3 separate regions of the Mus musculus genome follow, and regions 1 and 3 are each linked to region 2. The links are chromatin contacts, called in public Hi-C and HiChIP or PLAC-seq maps. All regions are on one chromosome and are shown on one strand. Each heading gives the region's core, a stretch centred on a gene start, on an enhancer-like site or on the middle of the called end of the contact. The rest is flanking DNA. Distances are from core to core; before and after follow the strand shown. Region 1 overlaps Wars2 (tryptophanyl tRNA synthetase 2 (mitochondrial)). Region 2 holds the start of Wars2 (tryptophanyl tRNA synthetase 2 (mitochondrial)). Region 3 overlaps Wars2 (tryptophanyl tRNA synthetase 2 (mitochondrial)).

Region 1 (4,042 bases), core at 199-2,698, 62 kb after region 2:
AGTAGCTGAGAAGCAGAGCTAGGATTCAGACTCAGCTCATCTCATCCAAAAGATGAGACTCTTAGGTGTGAGGTGATCTGGCTGGCTAGGCAGGGATCCCAAGTCCTACATCCAGTGTGAGAGGGCAGCCTCCCCACTAGAAGAGTATACAAGTGGCTGTGCTCCCCTGACAGAACCTTCAAACAAAATTCCAAGGCAAAGCTTTAAGCCATACTGCCATCCTATGTCCGGCTTTGCATCTTGCCTGGTAGCCTTACCATTCGCCTACTACAATTCAGCATCTGCTGCAATCACTCCCATAGAATTGCTTTTGTATGCATCAACAGGTTGTAAATCTGTTCCTTTTGCAGCTTCCAGTGAAGTTCATAGTAGCTCGTTCATACACTGAACAAAAAAGCCAGCCTGGGTTTTACAGGGATAAGTAAGGCAGGCAAACTGCGGTGACTGAAGGCTTGTGTCTTGTTCTGTTAATGGCTGCCTTCTTGTTTGTGGAAGGTTACCAAGCCAGTTGCTGTCCTGTACCTTTGTGTGTCTATAGCTAAAACAGATCATATAGTTGATTTGTTTGTGGCTTCACAATATAGGAAAATGATACATTTAAATATTTATCACTTTTTCTTTTGCTTCAAATAGAAATCTGTGCTTTTCCATGTGATCATCTTGACTATGACAATTATTTCTATTATTTCTCATATAATTTATTGAAGATGAATGGCAAACAGTTAATTGGCTTTGGTCTTTTACCTACTTTCTCTACTAGAATTGATTTGAATTAATTTAATGCTAATTTGGAACATTAAAAAAAAAAAACCTCTGTTGAATATTGAATAATTCTCATCCCATAGGTACAAACAAAAAACTACTTACTCCAAGCAAAATACTTTCATTCATGGGGACATAGTTGTAAGGTTTTTATCAGATCACTAAGACAAAGTGTTGGACCCAGCACTGAGGGGAAAGATGTCTTCCCTCTGTCCACACATCCAGGGTCTCTCTTGCTGCATTTCCATTCCTAAAGCTGGTGGGCTGGGCGTCAGCTGCATACACATTTTCCCTGGGCACATTTTCCCTGGTGCCTGGGAGCAACTCTAATCCCCTCCCCTACCTTCTGGGTTACTGCATTGGATAGCTGTTTGTTTACACCAGCAGCCAGCAATGTTCCTGGACAGGGCTGTCATTACCACTGCCTCCACTAAAACCCAAAGGCCTCTTAGAAGAAAAATGACAGATTCTATCCAGCGACTTGCAAAACTCTAAAAGCAATTCCTTGTCAAGCACGTGAAAAACAACTCTTCTTCCTATATGAGTTGAGAAGAAAAAAAGAGAAACTATCTTACTCCAGATGTTGGAGTGCTTGTGAATCCTTGCTAGTGAATCAGGCCTGGGCTGGTTCATCCCCAGGCCTTTATGTTCCCTTTGCAAAACCCACAGAGAACACATTTGGGGCCACTTTGCAGAGTTGGCAAGAGCCTCTGCTTTTTAAGGGAATCATATGGACACAGAATGCCACAATCAATAGACTCAGAATCCCCAGGGCCCAGAAATGGGATGCTTAGGGCTCACAATCTGGGTCATCAGTTAGAATATGGCCTGGGCCCAAGAATCAGCCCAGTCCTTGCCAGGTTTTGCTTACTTGATTAAACTTGATTCAAACAAAACTAGGTTGAAGAGAGTTTGTATTTTTTTGTTATTGTTGTTGATTAATTGGCAGGGGCAGAAAAACAAGAGGAAAACAATGAAGGTGGAAACGGAGTCAATAGAAGAGGAGTTAGAATCTTTAAGACTCTCCGTTGGTGGACAAGTGTACAGGCGATCGCTTTCTCATCGCTGAAGATCTGAAAAGGCCAGGCCTTGAGCTGGGTGCCTTTCTTTACCATCTAAGTGAAAAGCATTGTGGTTACAGTCATGGATTTAAGAGTCAGAGAGGACTTCGAATGTATGTGGGGAGGGGATAGGGTGGAAGTGAGGACAGGAGGGGAAACTTGATAGATTTATTGATAAGCCTAGTATTTCATGGGGAAGGAGGAACTGGGCAGTGGTAGCGCACACCTTTAATTCCAGCACTCAGGAGGCAGAGGCAGGTAGATCTCTGAGTTCAAGGCCAGCCTGGTCTACAAAGCTAGTTCCAGGAAAACCAGGACTGCACAGAGAAACCCTGTCTTGGAAAACAAAAGCCAAACAAAATCAAGAGCATGGATGCTCAAGGACATGGTTGAATTCACACTGAAGATACTGAAAGAGTTCTGGCTACCTCCTCACTAGGGATGCCAAGGACTTAAACAATAAGCTGCTATTTATACTAGTTGGCTTTTTTTTAAATCACTGCTTAGTTATCCTTATCTGTATATCAGGTATCATGGCCCAGCCCCTCACCTGTTTCCTTTTAATAACCTTGACTTAGGTTATTTTCAACTGTTTCAGCCTATCCCTGTTGTCTAGTTAGTACTGCTTAGATGCAAAAAGACACTGGTCACCTTTCTTTCTCTCCTTCCTTTTAGGTGTCTGAACACACTCAGTTAAGTTGGATCCTCACCTGCATGGTGAGACTGCCTCGATTGCAGCATTTACACCAGTGGAAGGTAAATGCCAGAACCTGAGTGTTAATGGGAAGGAAGGTTTCATTTGTTCTGTGCCAGGTGCTAGGCATCCTTTAATCAATAAGCTGTCTTGCCCACCCTAGCAGCAGCTTTTCAAAAATGAAGTTATGTTTCTTTTTCCAAATTCTTCTTCTCTAAATTAATCTTTTATGAACTTTGTAACTTTGTGATAAGTGTTTTTGAGAAACCCAATTTTCTAATAATTTCTGGACTTAACTAATGTGGAATCTAGAAAACTGCTTTGTCCTTGATGAAATGAATGAGAAATTGAGGCGGTATAAGATCTGTGCTGGGGCAGGGGACCATGTGTGGAGCGGTAGAGCTTGGGTGGGCTTTGCACAAAGGAGGCCCCATCTCCCAAAATAAAATAAAATGCCACGGGAATGGTAAAACAGAGCCCTCTCACTTCTGAAGCCAGGAGCGTGAGCATGATAAGCAGCCAGATGATGTTAGAGCTGCTGAAAGGGACCGAAATATATGTTATTACAGGTGGCTCCGCTGCACACTTTGCTTGCTTTAAAAGTTTCTTAATTAAGCAATATAATCAGGTTGAAGTCAGATGGCTTTTTCTTCTCTCCTCGTTTCCACAGGCAAAGGCTGCGAAGCAGAAGCATGATGGGACCGTAGGCCTGCTCACATACCCTGTACTCCAGGCAGCAGACATCCTGTGCTACAAGTAAGGAGGGGCACAGCCCGGAGCGCCTGCACTCTCAGCATGACAAGAGAGAGGCCAAGTGTGAATGTCTGTTTGTTTGCTCATGGCAGGGTCTCCCTGTGAACTTGGAATCCTCAGGCTCCTGAGTGCTGGAATCACAGGCATGTGCCACATGAGAGTGTTTTTAACTCTCAGGAAAAGGTTTGACGTGTGGAGGTGGGGTACAAGAAGGATCAGATACACAGTCCGCACCGCATACTGAGTGTGTGTGTCTTTCAGTGACTCACGAGGGCCATTCAGAGCTAGTGCAGAGTGCCTTCTATGTGGTAGAGACCTTAGTAAGTCTTCTCTGTGTGCTAACCAGAAAACAGCCTTGTAAAATATGTCATTGTTACCTCTATTCCACAGAAGGTATAGCTGGGTCTTAGGTGTCGGGTGGGGTGGTCATCAGCAAATCCCAGGTCATGCTAGCTAGTTAGGTTTGGAGTCAGGGTCTGAGTCCAGAAAGTGCTTCCAGAAAGTCTAAGATCAGGAAAGTTTGTCACTTTGGGTCTAGAAAGGGGTGCTGGGTGGCAGTGACAAGAAATAGCTAAGAACAACAATATGAACTAACCAGTAACCCCAGAGCTCCCTGGGACTAAACCACCAATCAAAGAAACCACATGGTGGGAATCATGGCTAGCTGCATATGTAGCAGAGCATGGCCTAGTCGGTCATCAATGAGAGGAGAGGCCCTTGGTCCTATGAAGGTTTCATGCCCCAGTATAAGGGACTGTCAGGGCCAGGAAAC
Region 2 (4,092 bases), core at 1,401-3,900:
ACAGTCTACAAATAATAACCTCAAAGTACTGTAAATGCATTGATGATGCATTAACAAAAAGTAAATCTTTTACCAAGACTGAATCCAGATTTTTCTGTTGCCTCGTTTTTGTAATCTGTCTGTTGTATAAGTTTGAATCTGTGCACATGTGAATGATGTCATGAGAATCTATCCCTGTGTCTGTGTGTCCCTAGCAAAAGGCTTTTGCTCTGTATTTATTGAAACAGAAAAGCATCTCATGGGGAAAATATGGATACTTTAACAGAATCTTTAACAAAATTTTACAAAGGATGGGACTTTACTGATTCCAAGTGACCCAGCTAGAAACAAAATCCATCAAGCAATAGCTACATGCTGCTTCCAGCATTTGTGGTGGATTTGTTGTGAGGTTTCGTTCAACCGATTTGTTGCTTTAAACAAATGACTACCATATAACGTACAGAGACATATATGCTTTGCTCTGTAGGTCAGAGGCATGGAAGGGTATGTATCTTAATATTATAGCAAAGCATTAGCTCCAGTTATAAAGGTTGATTGCCTGGGAAATACGAGGCAAATAAGGTTGGTTATTACATTGTTCTCTTTTTTATTTTTTGGAATTATATCATTTCCTCTGTCCCTTGCTCTCTTAAAGGCAGATTAAACAGGCTCAGTACACAGAAGCATAGCAATCTTTATTGACTTCAAGGGGTATTATTAACTTATCTGTGAGGGCCAGCAAAAGTATGTAAGGGATATTTTCATAATAATGTAAGAGATGTTTTCCTAATAATGAGTCACAACAGCAAATGATTTATTCAAACATTATGGTATTGAAGGCGAGTATTGATAAAGTGTCTTTACTGAGAACGTGTCCTGGAGATATCCCCCCCCCCCATTAAAATGTTACCAGTACTAGATAGGCACCTGGGCAGAAGACTCTGAAAATGCACTGGCATCACTGGCTTGATGCCAGGGTTTTTTATTCTGCAATCTGGATAGCTAAGAACATTAGAAGTCTAATGTTAACTCCTGGGGTTATAATCTAATTAATTATATAGCTATGCAAATAGTAATACTTTGCTTTCTATCTGAAGACTAGACACCTAAGGCATTTATAAAACCCCATGTTACAGTAACCATTGTCTATATCTTCTCTTGACTGGCTTTGTCCTGGGCTTCTGCTACACCATGTGTCTTGGGTTTTCTATTAATTCCTGGCCACTTTATTTCCATTACTCGGCCACTTTTTATTCTAAATTCAATCTAGTTTATTCAGTTTTTGGAGTCTATTACCATGTTTTGTAGCTCAAGTGTCCCGTTGGCTCTATACTCGGGTATGTAGTCAAAGTGCATTGCACCTGGAAATACATGTGCCTCAAATTTTAACAACAAAATCATATTGTTATGTTCTGCTGAGGGCGGAACCATGGCTTCTTCAGCTTTCTCCACCTCATACCTGTAATTCCTTCCCTGCTCACTTCCAGTTACTCTGGAACAATTGCATGCTTCTAAGATTTTATTGTATGACTGGAGTTTTATCTTACTTTAGATTTCAACTCCTCGGGAGTACAGGCATCTCAAATACAGCTTACTGCCTATGAATCTTTGATAATTTCCAGTATGTGTTTCTTAGACTAATATAACCAATGCAATGGGATTGTGTCAAATCTGCTCTTTATATTTTTTACTGATTTTTAATCTGAGAGTTTTCAGTTCACTGAGAGAAGTCATCATCTTTACACAAAACATCTTCCATCAAGCATCACTGGTGTCATTGTTACTGAACCTCCGCGGAGCACTGCAGCTCTAAGCATTGTCCACTCTGAACTTGGTACTTGCTTCTATATCACCTCGTCAGTATGCATAATTCATTCTCTGAACCCATGAGACCCCACACTTCCGGAAGGCAAGGTACACACATATCCATCAGTGTTTCACTCAGGGCACTAGAGTAAAGTTGCAGACCCGATGACCAGCATGTAGGTCTCAAAAAGTCATTTATGGTCCTCTAAGAGAAGCAGGCTTCATTCTTAAGAGACACGAATGGAAAGCTGCATCTGGAAGCTTGATTAAAAAACAAACAAACAAACAAAAAACTACATGACTTTTTCCTGTAAGAAATAAGTCAATGGAGGGAAAATGAAATAAACCCAGTTCAACTTCAAAACTGTGAGAGCTGACGTTTATTGGTCTAAGGTTCAGTATCAATGAACACAGGATAGCAAGTCATGTAGTTTTGTATTAGAGAGCAGGTGGTGAGACATGGCTTTGCCAGAATCATTGACTGCTTTTCTTCGGAACTGCAGGGTGAGAAATTACCTATTTTTTTCCACCTTTGGTCTCCAAGGAAATCCGAAGGTGCTAGGATTCCAGGAGCCGTGGGTCTGTTTTTAGCCTTCGTTTAGGGTGGGTGATTTCCTTTACTTCCACGTCTAAAGAGCAACAACTCATTTCTTGAGTCTCCCTCAAGGAAGCTGGCACAAAGGAGAAGATGGTCGGGAAAACACTAAAGCCTAGGGCCACCTATTCCAAGGCGCACCTGCGCTGCAAACTTAGGAAACATCGGTACTGAGCTACTTTGGCCAGCGGCAGCCCAGAGGACAGGCGCATGCGTAGTAAGCACAACTCGGCTCGCCCGCAGACGTCATTCCGGGCCGGCGGCCCCGCCCTTCTCAAGATGGCGCTGTTCTCTGTGCGGAAGGCCCGTGAGTGCTGGCGCTTCATCCGGGCACTTCACAAAGGACCCGCAGCAACTCTGGCTCCCCAGGTAACCCGAGCCGGTCTTCTGCTTTAGGTCTCCGATCCTGCGAGCGCCTTCCCGCTCCCCTTCCCTTCCGCCACTTATTTCTCCCTTCCTGCTTCCTGTAAAGAGCCCTCCACACTTTCTCTCCGAGGTCCACTAGCCTATGACTGTCCCCAACTCAGACCACAGCGACGTTGCACACATGTGACCGCAGGAGGTGCTGCTGCTGGAAAGCACACGCCGCCGGGCCGCGTGGCCAGTGTTGCCTGGCAACGCAGGAAGCCATCTCCTGAAAGAGTGTGACGTTATCAGAAACTTAGTTGCTCTGCGATCGATCGTTCTCTTGCGCACCGTTCTGTTACGTTTTTAGCCTCCTCCCCCTTACAACTTCCCGGGGTGCAGCGGAGAAATCAGAAAAGTTTTCTTAGAATTGGGTTGTTTAGGTTAGTGCAGTAGCTAGCGTGTGGAACGCGAGCAAGAATCGGTGCTCGGTGATCCTTAGGCGCCTGCATCTACCAGGCCCTGTAACCAACAGCAACAAGCTGCCGAGGTACTTCATAGTGTTGCTTGCCTGGCAGCACTGCGATTACCACGACTGAGCTGATGAGCATGATATATTATGTCGAGCCCCGCCACATTTGCATTTTATCCTCAGAGCCAAAAGGTGTTGGGGAATTTGCTTTGTTCTGACAAGCACAAAACATCCCAGAATATATCAGTTTGACATAGATGATCTCGGAAGTCTTGTCTGAGAGCGGGAAGGAAACTTGAACTTCTGTGATGAAGTAATTTTTACACATTGCATATTCATAGCCATTAATGCACAGATATGACATGAGGGTGTCATGTTGTAACTGATGTATTATTGGAAAGCTTTCTGGCCTGGTCCTAAAAGTTCCTGGCTTTTTCTAACATTTGCTAGCTGTGTTACAGAACCAGTTGTAATCCTCTGGGCAGATGGAATAGAGGGAGAATTGGAGTGATTGGCATGTTGATGTACTTCCAAGACTGGAAAGCTTATGGGTTCATGACTATGAAGGTAAAACATAGCCAGCAAGAGTAGATGAAACTAGCATGTAATATTATATTTTGAATCATCCCACAAGTTACTCATTCTCTGAACTTACTTTTTTTTTCTTTAATGTAAACTTCACAAGATTCTTTACGAATAAAAGACACAATACTAGAAATTCAGCAAACAACTATTCAAATGTTACTTTACATTTTAAGAAACAGTGTTAGTTAAGAATTGATTCCGGCTTTAATCATCAAATGTTGTTTTTCTTGAGGTTTGGGAATTTCATTTTTTGGAATCTGATAGGCATATTAATGTGTATACAACCAAGAATATCTAGGACAGATTACTG
Region 3 (3,678 bases), core at 542-3,041, 34 kb after region 2:
AAGTCAAAAACATGTGCAATAATTTTAAGGAATCAATGCAAATATGACCCTAGAACTTTGAACTGATCCCAGAACAAAATAACAGCAACTTCATCTATGATTACACCCTTATAGTTGATCTGTGCTGTTTATTTGATGTGGTCTGTCCAATAATGCTGCCTGCAACACAGCACCACTACCTATATACAGTTGTGGTTTGGCCAATCACCATAGGCAGCTGAGTGTTTTTATCCTGATCTGCCTTGCCTGCAGCATCGGCCCTGCAGCTCTGGATAAGAGGTTCCGTGCCAGGCTCACCCTAGAGGATGGCAGCCAGATTATAGATCTCAGAAGTCTGCACATCTGTTTGCTGCACTAGCTGAGCTTACTGGTTTCCTAAGACATCTATATAAAAGTGCTTCAGCCCTATGAAGTAGCACACGGTGCAGCGGGAGGAGCGTCTCTGATGTTTCTGGAGTTCAAGGCAGATCGAAGTGGGGTCTGCAGGGTATCGACTCACCTTGGTGCTGTATCACTCCAGCCTCTCCTGCCATCCAGTATCACTGCCTTTCCTTTTCACCGCTGTCCATCTATCTTGTAAGGAAACTGTTTGCAGCTCACTCGAGTCAAAAATGGCCTCTTTCTAACAGTTTATATCTGCAAAGACTCATCTTCCAGATGAGGTCACAATATGGAGTTCCACAAATACATGGATTGCTGGGGGAACATGGTTAAGCAGTGGAAGTACTCTATATTTACTTTTACCCAGAAACAAGGTCAGTTGTTATATAAATATTTCTTCCATTTTGGACACTGAACTACAGATCGTTAAGGTTGCTGACTATTCGTGCTAGTTGAACATAACATTAACTGTAGTTCAAGGATGCTTAGTTTAAAAAGGAAGTGTTAAAGGCAAATAACCAACCCACAGTTTTCCATGAATTTTTTCATTTGCTCAGTTAAGAGCAATTCATGGAGACCCTTGCCTCTGCCATGCTACACTAAAGCAGGGGGTTCAGGCTTAACAACCGGGCGTCACTATTTTGAAAAAACAGTTCAGCCGATGGTATGGGTCCAACAAAGTTCAAAGTAATTCAAATATCGGAGGAGAGATAGGGAAGTGACAGCTATCCCTCTTGCTTTTGTAGCTGCTTAGCTGGTAAGGATACTAGCTAATATTTATTGAATGTTTCCTATGTACTTTTGATATACTTCTGTGTTTAATTCGTGTAATAATCCCATGAAGTAGAAGAAACTGAAGTCATAAATACTTGCTAAAATCACACAGCTAGGGGTTGATACCATAGAACGTAGCAAGGGAGAAAAAGAAATTAGGAGTTATTTTAGGTCATTCCTAGGTTGAGCAGGTTTGGAAGGAGATAGCCAGGTCATGGGTTTCGGGTACAGTGTTGTGCTTGATGGACAGCTGCTTGGAAATGCAAATGGATATGGCTGGCTGGAAACGGTTGGCAATCATATTTACTGTTAACACTCATGTGCTGTGAATAATATTCAAAGCTACAGTAAAACGAGAAAAATAATACTGTCTTCTAAGAAGTACTTTAAACAGGGTGAAGTGTTTGCGAGTGTATATTCTAGGCTCCTTTTTAAATTGGGTAAGTAGATACCATATTGAGAACTTTGTGGCATTTTTTTTTCCAGCCAAATAGAGAAAAGGAATTTGTGACACACTTGGAGCCTGCTGGCTGATAAGTGAATGTAGTTCGCCACAACCCCCCTGTACTCACCCTGTCCTCCACACTTTCCTACAAACACCCCCCTGCATTGCTCTAACCACAGGTTATTGCACTTCAGACCTGATGGTTTGTGGGAACTGCTTTGTCAAAACCATTAAAGAAAGAAACGCCTGTGAATTCTCCTCCTGAAGCACTGCCTGTTTTCGGTGTCATTTTGGTCTCATTAATCAGCATTGCAGCAAGGCAGACACTGTGCTGTGTATTTTACTGTCCCCAGCACAGCGGCTCCTCCATCTCTGCCCCCAGGCTGACGCATTGGGGAAAAGGAGAGAGGGAAACCATCAATCTTCCCAGTTGCTCGTGTCAGCGGCGAGTCCTTCCCCCTTCCTGTTGGCTGTCTCTCTCACCACCTGTGTTTAGAATTAGCACTGAAGCTGCTGCCCAGATGAATGAGAACCACTGTCCTTGTCACCTGCCCTGGCATGGGCCATCACTCCTCAATGAAACAAGTACATCAAGCAGTTATCTCGAGTGGGAACAGGGAAGGAGAGAGAGTCACATGTCTACCTTAGACGACTTTTAATAACATAAAATTAAAGTAGGATTCAGGTCATATATTTTAGAAGGTTGACATAATCATTGGCTCCAAGAAGTAAAAGCCAATAATTTTCCTGAGCACCATCCTCTCAGGATTGTTTGCAGCCAGAGCTGATGTACCTGGTTCAAGGCCTGTCGGTTATCTCCTATCCATTCGCTACTCTCTCAACCCTCCTGAGACTCGGTTTGTTCTTTTGTAAAATAACTACATAGGAGCTTTTGCAAGGATTGAGACACCATTCATAACCCTTGTTATGTTGCTATTACCGAAAGTTCTCAGCAAATGTTAGCTAGTGTTGGACCTCCTTGCTCAAATAAGAAAGTAGCATCAGACAGGTTAAGTGATATAGGAATTAGAAGACATTGAAGGAATTTGGCCCTAGCACTCTCTGATTCACAAAATTCACATCCTTCAGGTTACCTTCATTGTTTCTAGTGTATTTATAGTTTACAGATATTAATAACTTAAATATGCAGACTGTATAAACCACTAAATACTATGTTTTTATTTCCCAGGACATAAAACGAATATGGCTACTCATGTTGGTATAAGACTCTCAGTTACATGCCAGTCACTCAAGCTGTATGCTCACAGATTGGACTGTGCTTTCTTTTTAATTTCTTTTTTAATTTGATGGCAGAAAATGATTCTGCCCTTAGAAAACTAATACAAGTTATCAAAAATAATACAAAATATCAAAAAGTCCATTGTGATTACTGCAACCCCTCCTAGGCACTAGTAAGCTTTGTGTGACTCTCCCTCCTTCATCTGGTTACCTCATGCTGATACAGAAGGGCTGTGCGTTAAGCAGTGTCCATGGTCCCTTACACATGAAGAGATGTGGTGATTCCCACAAAGAAGTAGCACATGAAGTGCCCACAGAGCTGGACGCCTGTGTTCTGGCAAGAGAGTTGGGATTCTCTCCTCCACCAAGGCACACGGGATCTTCATTCTTCTTATGTATTCTATTATACAATCTCTTTGTGTTGCACAGAATGAAACCTATAATTTCTTTCAAATTTCCCCTACTGGTGCATATAGTAGTTTCTTGGGGTTCTTTTTTCTGTACTCTTTGTTTCCATGCATGAAATTTACCTTATGTCTTCTGAAGGTTCAGAACCATGAAGTAGTCACAAGATGACAATCACTTCATTGGATTTGAGGCATTGTTTGTTTGTTTGTTTGAGGCAGGAGTTTCTCTGTGTATCCCTGGCTGTCCTAGAACTCACTCTATAGACTGGGCTGGCCTTGGACTCAGGCTCTGTCTGCCTCTGCCTCCTGAGTGCTGGGATTTTATATATTCTGTGTAAGAATCTTTGGCCTTTCAGCTTCACTTGATTAAAGCTGCCTGTTACTAGTTCATGGAGATCAGAAATGCAAGTGCTTTATATTTTTTGTTTGTTT

The links. A called contact is a pair of places that touch in the nucleus more often than the background predicts. HiChIP or PLAC-seq counts read pairs in DNA pulled down with a chosen protein or histone mark.
Region 1: a contact with region 2 is called in a Hi-C map of differentiating embryonic stem cells, with 17 times the contacts expected there. The contact joins the enhancer-like site here to the promoter of Wars2 in region 2. A contact is called at or near these places in 2 of 39 promoter capture datasets (the 3T3-L1 cell line and 3T3-L1-derived adipocytes), 5 of 484 Hi-C or Micro-C datasets (3T3-L1-derived adipocytes, the G1E-ER4 cell line, differentiating embryonic stem cells and 1 more), 3 of 115 datasets of contacts at active chromatin or transcription factors (embryonic stem cells, extraembryonic endoderm stem cells and memory CD8 T cells) and 1 of 9 other capture datasets (adipose tissue).
Region 3: a contact with region 2 is called in an H3K4me3 HiChIP or PLAC-seq map of the SCID.adh cell line, with 13 read pairs. The contact joins the enhancer-like site here to the promoter of Wars2 in region 2. A contact is called at or near these places in 1 of 39 promoter capture datasets (embryonic stem cells), 22 of 484 Hi-C or Micro-C datasets (the AML12 cell line, the G1E-ER4 cell line, LSK cells and 9 more), 7 of 115 datasets of contacts at active chromatin or transcription factors (the SCID.adh cell line, bone marrow-derived macrophages, embryonic stem cells and 3 more) and 1 of 9 other capture datasets (embryonic stem cells).

Annotation. Positions count from the first base shown.
Region 1 is chr3:99,202,038-99,206,079 of GRCm38.p6, forward strand. It overlaps Wars2 (tryptophanyl tRNA synthetase 2 (mitochondrial)), which reads left to right. Exons shown (of 6, transcript NM_027462.4): 3 at 2,499-2,579; 4 at 3,188-3,273. Among named protein-coding and RNA genes, the nearest start is that of Mir6481, 4.6 kb to the left of the region's middle. Within about 2 kb of position 1,449, at least 5 of the 459 cell types and tissues checked have an H3K27ac peak or open chromatin away from gene starts, as enhancers often do.
Region 2 is chr3:99,138,440-99,142,531 of GRCm38.p6, forward strand. It overlaps Wars2 (tryptophanyl tRNA synthetase 2 (mitochondrial)), which reads left to right and starts at 2,651. Exons shown (of 6, transcript NM_027462.4): 1 at 2,651-2,749. The coding sequence starts at 2,660.
Region 3 is chr3:99,173,115-99,176,792 of GRCm38.p6, forward strand. All of the region lies in intron 1 of Wars2 (tryptophanyl tRNA synthetase 2 (mitochondrial)), which reads left to right. Among named protein-coding and RNA genes, the nearest start is that of Mir6481, 24 kb to the right of the region's middle. Within about 2 kb of position 1,792, at least 28 of the 459 cell types and tissues checked have an H3K27ac peak or open chromatin away from gene starts, as enhancers often do. A contact at or near this core is called in the SCID.adh cell line and memory CD8 T cells, where this site is marked.